2 separate regions of the Macaca mulatta genome follow, and region 2 is linked to region 1. The links are chromatin contacts, called in public Hi-C maps. All regions are on one chromosome and are shown on one strand. Each heading gives the region's core, a stretch centred on a gene start, on an enhancer-like site or on the middle of the called end of the contact. The rest is flanking DNA. Distances are from core to core; before and after follow the strand shown. Region 1 holds the start of SEMA5B (semaphorin 5B). Region 2 holds the start of SLC49A4 (solute carrier family 49 member 4).

The links. Hi-C and Micro-C count contacts between places; a contact is called where the count stands out from the background.
Region 2: a Hi-C map of fetal cortex germinal zone shows a contact between it and region 1, with 2.6 times the contacts expected there. The contact joins the promoter of SLC49A4 here to the promoter of SEMA5B in region 1. A contact is called at or near these places in 2 of 14 Hi-C or Micro-C datasets (fetal cortex germinal zone and fetal cortical plate).

What each region holds. Positions count from the first base shown.
Region 1 is chr2:160,746,058-160,751,870 of T2T-MMU8v2.0, forward strand. It overlaps SEMA5B (semaphorin 5B), which reads left to right and starts at 2,475. Exons shown (of 22, transcript XM_077993801.1): 1 at 2,475-2,968.
Region 2 is chr2:160,986,160-160,991,972 of T2T-MMU8v2.0, forward strand. It overlaps SLC49A4 (solute carrier family 49 member 4), which reads right to left and starts at 2,931. Exons shown (of 9, transcript XM_015130003.3): 1 at 2,451-2,931. The coding sequence starts at 2,790. HSPBAP1 (HSPB1 associated protein 1) reads left to right here and starts at 4,186. Exons shown (of 9, transcript XM_077993806.1): 1 at 4,186-4,366.

The sequences.
Region 1 (5,813 bases), core at 1,225-3,724:
TAGGTTTGGAATTTCTAGGTCAAGAGTGAATCCTAAAAACTCCTTCTCACCTCCTTTATTCACTGCTCTTTAGCTTGTTTGCTTGAGATAACACTGTTAATTACTATATTTCCATTCTGCTTAATTAACAATGTTTCTCAGTAGGAGGAGAATTGCTCCTAACAGAAACAATTATCTTATAGGTTATTGCAAAGGTCTAAGGAAGGTGGCAGAAGCTGGTTGTGACACTGTGGTGATGGGATCAACACTCCAGGTTTTGCTCCAAGTAAGTGATTCAGATTCTAACCAGGCTGGGTTTGCCAAAGAGCAGGTGGTAAGCCAGGCCAGTAAAGAAACTGTCCCTTCCGGAGGGTTGGGCTTCTGAAGCTCTCTTGTATTGAGAGCTCTTGAGTAATCACTGTTAATCAATACAATACTTTAGGATGCAATTAGGATTAATTAGCCCAGTGTTGCTAGCTGCCCTGCTACTTGGTCTGTCTCTTTGGGTGCCTCCTTATCTTGGCTCCTGCTTCCCCTGAAAAGGAAAATTTCCTTCCCTGTGTCCCCAGCCTGGGGTCTCCTCTCTTCTCTTCCTGTGCCAGTCCCCAACCCCCTCTCCACTTTACAACGTGGAGAGGGAGAGCCAGGAAGGGCCTTGACTTGACAGTGGGAAGAAAAGAAAGAACACAATCAAAACATGGTAGCAAACAAGAGAGCAGGTGAGAGAATGTGTGAAGGGTGGAGAATATTTTGGTTATCTTTCAAGAGAGAGCTGTGGCTGACAGAGCCACTTAGAAGGCATTTTGTCTGTTCTCCCAACCAGACAAATTGGAAGCTCTCCTGTTCGTTCCCTGGTCCTACAGTATGAAATAGCTTCAAGGTTTTTTGTGTTAATTAAAAGGTATGTCTATATTGCACATACTTCTATTTTTTGTGATGACAAAAACATTCCCCACAGCTCTGTAGGGAATGAGGGGGGCACGCTTATAACAGTGGGAAGGTTCCACAGTGGGGATCAGGAGACCTATCCCCATCTCAACCTGGGACCTGGAAGAATGGTCCAGGGCTCATGATAGATTTTCACTCAATATCCTGTGCTGCCTCTTCCAACTTGATTTTCACCCCAATATTAAATGAATGGGCTACCAGACTGGTATGCCCGCACATGCCCATTTCCTTCCTTTTCTTCTCTGCGTCTCTGCCTTTGTGTCCAGAAGGTGTTTTCCCTTTGTAAGTTTCTCTCCATTCTGCACATTATGAGTTTCAGCATTTCCGTTGCCTTAGAAAGTCTATCTTTGAGGTCTTGCACTGTTTCTCTTTCTACAGTGTCTCATAAACTCCCTTCTTGGATTCAGAACCACCCCTTCTTTCCCATTATCCTGTCAAACTGCTTCTTGCCATGGTCCAGGGGTAGGAGGATGGCAGGGAGGAGGTGCTTCTCTGGGGCTCTTAGTGTCTTAATTCTTCTGCTTTATCGGGGTTTCCTTTACCCAGAATTTTATTATGTAAAATGCTTCACTCAGACTTTGTTCTAATTATCCGATTTTTGGCATACTCTAGAAAGTCTTTTGATATTTTCCTTCCTCCAACTTATCTATTTTTATTCCATAGTTCTCTTTGGTTATCTCTTAGATTCACACTTTCCTGGTTTTAGCTTTTCAGATCCTTTGTCTTTCTCACTCGTTCTTAGGTCACCTTTTTTTAAATTTTCAAATATATTTTTTGTTCAGCAGAGGGCTCCCTTCCCATCCCTCTTGCAGCCCGGGCAGCTAGGATTTGAAGCTTGCCCCCTGCGTCTTTCTCTCCCGCCTTCTAGCCATCAGAAACACTAGATCACTTAAACTTGTAAACAATTCGGCCTCGCTTGTTTTGATTGCGCTAAACCTTCCGTCCTCAGCCGAGAACGCTCCAGCACCTCCGCGGATCGCTCATCTCTTGGCTGCCCTCCCACTGTTCCTGATGTTATTTTACTCCCCGTATCCCCTACTCGTTCTTCACAATTCTGTAGGGTGCGTATTACTAACCCCAGTTTACAGCTGAGGAAACTGAGGCTTGGAGAGGTTCGCTCAATATCGTACAGTTTGCAAGGTTAACCCTAATCGGCCAGTTCTGGCTTTCCAGCCCAGCCCAGCAGCCTAGCCTCCCTCTCTGCCACTGCAGGTTATAACGGCTCTCCCACGTTTTACACAAGGTCCCTTCCCCTTCAAATCCACAGGCAGGAAGATCGTTCCGAACTGATGGGGCTGGGGAATGTGGGAGTCCGGAGTGGGATTTGGGGGAGCTTCCTCAGGCCCGGAGTGTTGGGTTGGGCAGGTCCCGCCGATGCCCCGCGAAGATGTAACATTCGAGATGGGGTGACCGAGCACTGCAAGGCGGGATGTGGCAAACGGCGGCAAATGCTCGGGGGCCTAGGTCTCGCCGCCGGAATGCCCGCCGGGGAAGGGGCTTCAGCCCACCCGGCTGGTAACCACACTCTGCAGGCCCTGGGCGGGAGTCGGCCGAGCGGCCGCGCCGCAGGGCGCCCCCTCGCGCTCCTCCGCGCGCCTCGAGGCTGGCGGGTGCAGCGCCCGCCGCGGCAGGTCCGCTCCAGCCCCCTCCTCTCTTTCGCTGCCGCTCCCCTCCTTCTCTCCTTTCGCTCGCAACTCCTCCCCCACCTCCCCCTCCCTCCTTCTGCTCCCGCGGTCTCCTCCTCCCTGCTCTCTCCGCGCGCCGGGTCGGGAGCTAGTTGGAGCGCGGGGGTTGGTGCCAGAGCCCAGCTCCGCCGAGCCGGGCGGGTCGGCAGCGCGTTCAGCGGCTGCTGGGAGCCCGAGTGCAGCTGGCGCGGGCCGGGGTCGGGACTGCACTGGAGCGCTGAGAGCTGGAGGCCTTTCCTGCGCGGCCGCCCTATTCCCAGACGGGCCGCCAGCTCTCCTGGTTCGCCCCCGACGCTCCGCGCCGCCCGGGAGTCGGGAGCCGCGGGGAATCGGGTACCTGCACCCGTCGCTGGGAGGTGAGTCCCGGGAGCCCCGGGCGCTTCCCCTGCGCGGGTTGGGGCTGCAACTTGCAAACTTCAGCAACTCGGGTGGGTATCGGGGTAGGGAGGTAGGGGTCTGGGCTCTGGCAAGTTGAAGCCAGGTAGGTGAGGCTGCGGGCGGGAGGACAGGGGGTCCCCTGGCTTCCGCGCCACCCGCTGCCACCTCGGCTTAAGAGCCCTTGGCGCTGCCGCGTTCCCGCCGCCCGCCAGCTCTGGGTCCCGGTTGCACTGGGCCCTGCCCGGGCTGTGGTCGGCGCATCGGGGCTGCAGCGGCGATGGGGACCCGGGACCCAGGCCTGGAGAAGGAGACGGACGAGTGAGGCTGAGGGACAGAGGGACAGAGGGACAGAGGTGAGGAGATGGAGGCTTAGGTAGGGCCGGCTAGTAAACAGCTCGGAGGGAGAGTGCGGGCGGCGAGGCGCGTGGGAACGCGTGGCCCGCCTGGAGTGTGAAATCTCCCGCTCAGGGACATCCCCGCTCCACCGCCGCCGCCTGCGGAGCCGCCGCCCGGATTCTTCCCAGACCCCCCTCCAGGACACTGTTGCCCTGCGGAGCACGAACTCTGCCCGTCAGGCCCCAGGGGCAGTGGATCAGGGCCCTGGGAGGGTGGAGAGGGGTGCGGCAGCTGGAAGCGGGGACGCGAGCGGCGATTTCCCGATTTATGTTTCTCATGGTAATTTGTCTTTGTGGTTGGGGCTGCCCATTCACTTTCCGCTCACGTCCTGCGGGAGATCCAGCGAGAAGGGAGGGAGCGGGGGGCGCTTGGGCACAGAGAGGGATGCAGACGGGAGAGGGGATCGGGGACCCGCGCGGGGCGGGAGCCGAGAGGGAAGTGGTCGCGGGACTGGAGGAGGAAGAAGGCGAGGCTCGAGAGGATCCGGCCCAACGGAGCCGACTCCTTTGCCCACCGCAAACTTTAAACAAGGAGGAGGACCACCTGCAGCGCCGTTCTTACCCCAAGCCCAGTCTTTGGGTCGTTCCGACTGCCCACCGCGCCAGGCGGGAGTGGGCCGCGAGTCTGGATGAGGAGAGAGGAGCGCTGGATTCTGCCCGCACCCCTGCGATCCTGCCCAGGCTTTCTGCAGAGGGGCGGGGTGGGAGCAGCCGGAGCCGGGAGAGCTGCCTACCCTGGGGTGCACTCCTTCCTGGCTAACGGAATTGGGACTGGGGGTTTGGAAGCTTGCGTATCTAGATCTCACCACGATCCTACCTTCTCTGGCCCTAGCCCCATCTTTTTCCTTCAGCCCCTAGTGAATCCTACCTCCTTCCACGTTTCTCAGGCACCGCGACCCACTTCGGCCGCGGGGCCTCTCTCCACAGCCCTCCCTGCCCGCTTGCTCCTCACTTCCCACTTCCGCTCATCTCTTTAAGCCTGTTCTCTTCTTGACAATCAGCAGTGGCCTCTCACCTTTTCTAAGCCGGGACAGATGACCTTGAGGAAGGGGCAAGAGGGGAACTTGAACCTTACAACTGGACCTCACAAGTTAGGAAAAGAGGGGCAGATTTAAAAACAGCTTGGAAAGAAATAGCCAGTACCTTGCCCCAAGTCTAGATTTTCAACGGAGGAGGAAATAAAATATAGGAGAGACGGGGAAACTTGCCACTTGGTCACTCATGGGGTGGTGAGAACTGTTCTGACCTTGGGGTGTGTGAGTAGACCATTCGCAAGGAAGGGCTGCCTCTGGCTGTGCTGTGTTGGGAAAGGTGAGTGTGGGTGAGTGTGGGTTTCCGGGGGTGCTCTTTTCTCCATGTGGACACCTATCACCACCAGTCTGAGAAGGAATGGCAGATCTTCCATCCCTTTTCTTTTTCCAAGCAGCCAATGCCAGAGCCTTCCTCCTCCAAAGCCAACAGTAGTGAACATAATCATCACTGTGGACGTCCAACACTGTTTAAACCCCTACTGTGTGCAATGCACCATGCTAAATGCTGGTAGATAAAAAGAGGTACAGTGCTGAGCCCATGCCTAGAGAGGTTACTAAGTTCACCAGTTTGATCCTGAGACACTTGTCTACGTGTTTGGGGAGGGAGAACATGGAGAGGAAAATGCAGTGGCTGTACAGGCAGCAAGGTTCCTGATGACCCAAGGGTTTAGGAGAGGAAGGGTTAAAGAAAGCTTGATGACTCAGGTCAACCAGAGAGCTGAGCTTATTGACTCTGGCCTGAGATAGGACACCCACTAGCGAGGAGAAAAAGTTCCTTTACCACTTCTAGTGCCAGACTAGAAAACCAGAGAAGCCGAGAGGGCCAGCTCCAAACTATAGATTGCTACCTCCCCATTAGGACTGAGGAGCCCCAGAAACTTTCTTGTCTTAGGGTGAACTTCCTGGCTTGTTTGAAAGACCCTCCACTGGTCACTTCTTATTGAGACTCAAAGCTGGAAGAGGCCCTGGAGATTGTCCATGTCAGGAGAAGCACAAATTCAAATGCCTACAGAGGGCAGGCAGATCACAATGTGTTGATCAGGCAATTAGAGTGGCCCAGCTTATGGGCAATTGGGAGTTCAAAGCCAAACTGGCCAAGTGAAATGGTCTTAAGAAAATCAATTAACAGCCTTTAAGTAGCCTGACCCCTTATATCTATAGAGTAAGAAATTAAGATTCTAAGAAGTGAGCTCATCTGCCTTGAATGTACATGTTATCTTTTCTCCCTATACCTTGAGGATTGATTGAAATATCTCATGGCCTGGTTCTACCTCTGACCTGTTGGGCCCTTGGCTCACCCTCATTCTCAGGGCCCATTAAGATTCTTCTGTGAAATGATAAGTTCCTTGAGGGAGCCATCTTGTTTTACTCAAATCTGAGCACGTCGCATCCATCAA
Region 2 (5,813 bases), core at 1,681-4,180, 240 kb after region 1:
TTTTGAGACAGGGTCTCATTCTGTCACCCAGGCTGGAGTGCAGTGGAGCGATCATGACTCACTGTAGCCTCTACTTCCTGGGCTCAATTGATCCTCCAGCCTCAGCCTCCCCAGTAGCTAAGACTACAGGCGCATGTCAACACGTCCGACTAATTTTTGTATTTTTTGTAGAGTCGGAGTTTCACCATGTTGCCCAGGCTGGTCCCTAACTCCTGGGCTCAAGTGACCCACCCACCTCAGCCTCCCAAAGTGCTGAGATTACAAACGTGAGCCACTGAGCCCAGCAGAAACCCAAAGAAAATCAATATTTAGTTTAAAAGCAAACAACAAAAACCCAAAGAAAATCTCCATTTGGTAGGAGAAGCCCTTCCTCGGTATCTAGTACACATCTTCTGCAAAAGTATTTGCTGTAGCTGGAAGTTCTACAGCTGTCAAGACACACCCATTCAGGGCTGGATATCTTTGTTAGAAGGTCCTTCCTTGTATTGCTTTGAGTTACATTCCTTTGTAACTTGACTCAGTCTAGTTCTTCCTTCTAGAACTACACATAAGTCTAATTCCTCTTTTACTTGATCTTCACAGTCTATATTTTGCCTCAAGTTTCTTTTTGAAGTGTGATATACCCAAGTTCCCTTCACTTTACACATCATGATTTTTATACCCTTTATCATTCTTGTGGCAGAACCTTCAAAGTTCTGCAGTTTGTCAAATGGCCTTCTCAGAATCAAGCTCAGAACTAAACACTAATGTAGAGCCTATCAAACTATTTCGCTTCTTGTTTTGGACACCATGCTTCTATGCCTAAAACTGTCCTTTCTTTTTTAGCAGCTACGTTACATTGTTGATCATTAAGGAATTTACAGTCAACTATTCCTTAGTCTTTTTCACATGGATTCCAATGAAGTAATTCCAGTGGAGGAGGAGAGAAGGAAGCACAGCTACTAACATGACCCTGCCATTATTATTCTCTTAATAACCAACTAATTTTGAGTGCTAACTACATGTCAGACAATTGCAATTCTATACCTACCTACACTTGACTTTTGCTGAGGTCTGAATGTGTTCCCCTCAAATTCATATTTTGTTTATTCATTTATTTTTCTGAGACGAGTCTTGCCCTGTTACCCAGGGCAGAGTGCAGTGGTGCCATCACAGCTTACTCCAGCTTCGACCTCCTGGGCTCAAGCAATCCTCCCACCCCAGCCTCCCAACGTGCTGGGATTACTTGAGCCACTGTGCCTGGCCTCAAATTCACATTTTGAAATCTTAACCCTCAAAATGATGGAATAAGAAGGTGCAGACTTTGGAAGGTGATTAGGTTATGAGGGTGGAACCCAAGTGAATTGGATTACTGCCTGTATGAAACAGACCTCAGAGGGATCCCCAACCCCTTCTTCCATCTTATGTTATAATGAAAAGACCACTGTGTAGGAAGCAGGCCCTCACCAGACACCAATTTTGCCTGAGCCTTCATCTTGGACTTCCCAGCCTCCAGAACTGTGAGAAATAAATTTCTGTGTTTAAGAACTACCCTGTTTATGGTATTTTGTTATAGCAGCTCCAGTGAACTAAGACAACCTTCTAAATCTGACTAAAGAACTCATTGCAACAAAACTTATAAAACGTTGAACAGAAACTGTACAAAGTAGCTCCCAAGCATTATTCAATTAATAAATATAAAATCTTGCACAACAGCCTCTTGAGGGTAGACTGTCACTACTAATCATTTATCCATACTTATGTGGTACGTATGCCTTGATTCTCAGTCCTATGGCTTTTTTTTTTTTTTTTTTTTTTCTCCTCAGAGAATCACACTGACAAGTGGTAAAGAGAGATGTCGAGGGTACCATTCTAAGAAAGCATCTTCACTCATCTGCAAGCTTTAATTGAAAGTCGCAACTCTCAACTGAGAAAGCCACATACACACATTTTAAAGCTGCCGAGTACCACCTTCCAGAAACCAAAGTGTCAGATCTGAGTTTCCCAATAGCTCTTCCTGGGCTGAAGTCATTTATTACACAAAACCAACTCATTATTTCCTTACATCTGGGCACCATCAATCTATTTTCCGACCTTTTCACCCTCAACATCCCCAAATCCCTTTGAAGTCAAAGCATCAGTCATTTTTGTCAGGTGTAAAACACACTGCACGTGCACGGGCATGCTCTGATGTTCACAATATGTAAAAACTTGAACATTTAGAGATCGCTTAAATCCCTGGTGTTGCATAAACGGCCTGATAAAAACATAAACATTTGCAAGGTAGCCTTCCCACATTTGTCGCTTTGGGGACGGAGGGTTCCTAAATCAGAAATGGAATGCTAGCAACACTCCATCACCTCACACAACCCCTATGCCGGGGCCAAGGGAGGCGGCTGGCAGGCCTGGAGCGCGGGCAGGCGCCGGCTCCCCGAGGAGACAGCGCGGGCTGGCGCTCCCCGACCCCTCACCTCTCTTGTCCAGGAGCCACATGAATGCGAAGCAGGGCAGGAAGCCGATGGGCCCCCACAGCACGAGCAGCGCGATGTCCCAGCTGGAGAAGCCGTAGGCCTGGCGCGCCGAGTTCTGGATGGGACCCCAGGTGTTCCAGACCAGGCCCTGAACGAACGCCAGCAGCGAGAAGAGCAGCAGCACCAGCCAGCGGCGCCCGTACACCCGCCCGGGACCGGGGACCGCCGCGGGCAGCGCCGCCGCCGCCTCCCGGCTTCTCCAGGAGGCCCCCAGCCCAGGCCCGAGCCCGGGCCCCAGCAGCGGCTGCCTCTCCTCTTCGCTGCTCCAACGAGAGCCCATGGCGACGCGTCGCGCGCGAAGCCAATGCCGGGCTCAGTCCAGGTCACCGCCGACTAGCCCAGGGCAGAATCGTACGGAGCAGTGGCAGGCGGAGGCTGCTGTGGTCGCCCTCGGCCTCCGGGCCGCGCCTCGTGCGCCTGCGCGGCCCGAGCCGGGCCGGCGGGGAGGCGGGGCAGGCGGCAAGGAGGCTGGGGTCCGCCCTCCACTCCGCCGGTGGCTAGTAGACACCGGCGAGAGGAAAGGAGCCAGGTCCCAGACTGAGGGCAGGTAGCGCTGAAAAGGCAGGGACAAGCGCGGCTGAGTCGGGGAGAGGGAAACTTGCAGAGAGGCTGTATTCGAGGAGGTTGGGCAAGGAACCCTGGGGTGTTTGGAGGAAGTGTCCAAGTTAGATCTTGTGCGTAATAAACAACTCAGTGACCTGTGCTCACTTAACCTAATGCTTGCGTCTATTTTGGGCTTATTCTTATTTTTGTTGAGTTAATAACTTCAGAAATTATAGGCAGAGGATAAGATTTAGGCGTAGTTGGTCCCAGGGGATTATCTCATAAAAATCATTTATGTACAATAAGTACTGCCTATTTTTGTTATTTTTTTTTTTTGTCTTACATATCCAAAGAGGAGATTGCAAACTAGCCAATTCCATTCATATATATGTAAACTTTTTTTTACCCATTTCGTCTGTCACTTAATAGGCGAGCAATAAAGGTATGTCCAGTAAAGTTGTAAGATTTTTGCCCCAAAGTGACCCAGATCCATCTCCAGTGATTATGATTTGACCACAGGGTAAACGAGAAGAAAGGTGGTTGTTGATCTCTTCACACAGCTGTTTATTTTGGTATACAAATCCAGAAGCCTGACAGCTGTGGATTAGTGTCCTTGAAAACCTAAGTCAAGCAATTTGGCTTGTCTGCATCGGGAAATGAGTCACAGGGAACGCAATCACAGGATTCTTTGCCCGAGGTTCGTATTTCCCGGCAGCCACTAAAATTAGAAGAAGTCAGGTTGCTACCAGAAGGGCAAGAGAGGTGTAAGAGAAGCGTGAGCTAGCCTCGCATTCAAGGCTGCCAAGAGCGGCTCGCGAAAGCTGAAGTCAGAGACCCATCCCACCGCCGGAGCCCCATAAAGCGTCAAACCTTCCCCTAAAACTCCAATCATCTAGGGTGGAGAAAAGCCGAGGCGGAAAGCAAGGATCTGACTAGAAAAGGAGACACAGAAACGAAGCTAAAACTACAGGAAAGAAGCCTAAGGTCCGGGTTAGGTAAAAAAGCGCCACAACTCAGACCACGTGTTCGTATTTCCACACCCGGGGTATCAAAACAAAGCTGCGTGGTCCCGCCCAGCATCCATCACGTGACCTCCACGTGAGCGCCTGCGTTTCCGTAGGAGGCGGGCGGGAGTCGCCGGGGCTCCTTCCTGTGGTGCAGCTTCGGGTCCCGGAGCTTGGTCCCTACCCTGACCCCACCCCAGCTCCGCTCCGCCTTGGGTTCCGGCAGAACCCGCCTTGCGGTAGCCATGGCAGCAGGCTCCGAGGCGACCACTCCTGTGATCCTTGCAGCTGGGGCTGGAGGGGAGGAAGGTAGGTGCCAGGCTGAGGTCAGACCCTGAGTACAAACCCAATACCAGTTGACTCTCGTGGCACCCCTCGTGGGGCCGTTTGCCTTAGCCCCGTCCCAGGTCTCTCTGGCCTTGCATTGGACTATGAAGAAAATTCTGTATTTTCTAGCGAGCGTGGCATTTCTCGAATTGTGGCATCCAGATTTTTGATCGTCATAGGGTAGCCTACCAGTGCTGTTTCACGCATGGGGTGTTTGTTTTGTTTTGTTTTATATTTGCCCATCGTTAGCTAAATAGGGGTGTTTTGAATGTTGGGATTAAAATTAAATTTGTGAAATTGAAGGCAACCTTTGAGATTAATGGGAGTTATCTGAGACTTGTGAACAGGGATTTTTATTCTATTTCAGTGAACCCTGGTTTAGCAAGTGGAGATGAGGTTTGGAGACCCATGAGCCTGAGATCCCTGTGATTATTTATTGAATGATTGCACCGTGCAGCGCTCTGTTCTGGATACTGTCGCGGGATCCAGAGACTTTTGAATATTTATAACAATACCTTTTCCAAAGGAGCCTAGAAAGGGAAAAGAATGACTTACTATATGTTCACCTGAACTATTCTACCAGTAGTACACTCTGTGAGGGTTGTTATCAGGAGGAGGGATCTCAGTGGAGAGAACATAAATGCTTCAAGGAGGGAATAGTTTGAGGTCGGCCTTTTTTTTTTTTTTTTTTCTTTTGAGACGGAGTCTCGCTCTGTTACCGGGCTGGAGTGCAGTGGGGCGATCTTGGCTCACTGCAACTTCTGCCTCCCAGGTTCAAGCAATTCTCCTGCCTCAGCCTCCCGAATAGCTGGGACTACAAGCGCGCCACCATGCCCAGCTAATTTTTGTATTTTTAGTAGAGACGGGGTTTCACCATGTTGGCCAGGATGGTCTCGATTTCTTGACCCTGTGATCCGCTGAGGTGAGCCTTTCTGATTGGATGAGATGGTGGCAAACTCAGGTAGTGGTGCTGGGTTCAAGAAGTCAAGGAGCAGAAAAGGATGGATGTATTTAGGGATCAGATAGTTTGCTGAACCCCCATTCCAAGCAGAAGAAACAAATTATAGCCTTCTACTATCTGACCACTTTCTACTAGGGAGACAATTCTTGACCTTCATCTATACCTCCATTGCATTGATTTTTCCATTTTCTATCCACTGCACCCCCTTATCCAGAATGTATATCGTTCCTTTGAAATTCTGTTGTCCCTTCCTGCACCTTTTTCTGACAAAACTCTTACTCTGGATGAAGTCAACCTTTTGCCCACTTTCTACCTGCACTATGCGCCTGAACTTTGCTGGAAAAAGTCCTGCACAAATTGATGACCGTATAAAGTGAAAATGGCCAAACTCTTGAATATTCAGCCAGTATGGGCTTGAGATCCCTTTGATCCTCTGTTTCTCTAGTGAGCCTACCGACTTTCTCCAAT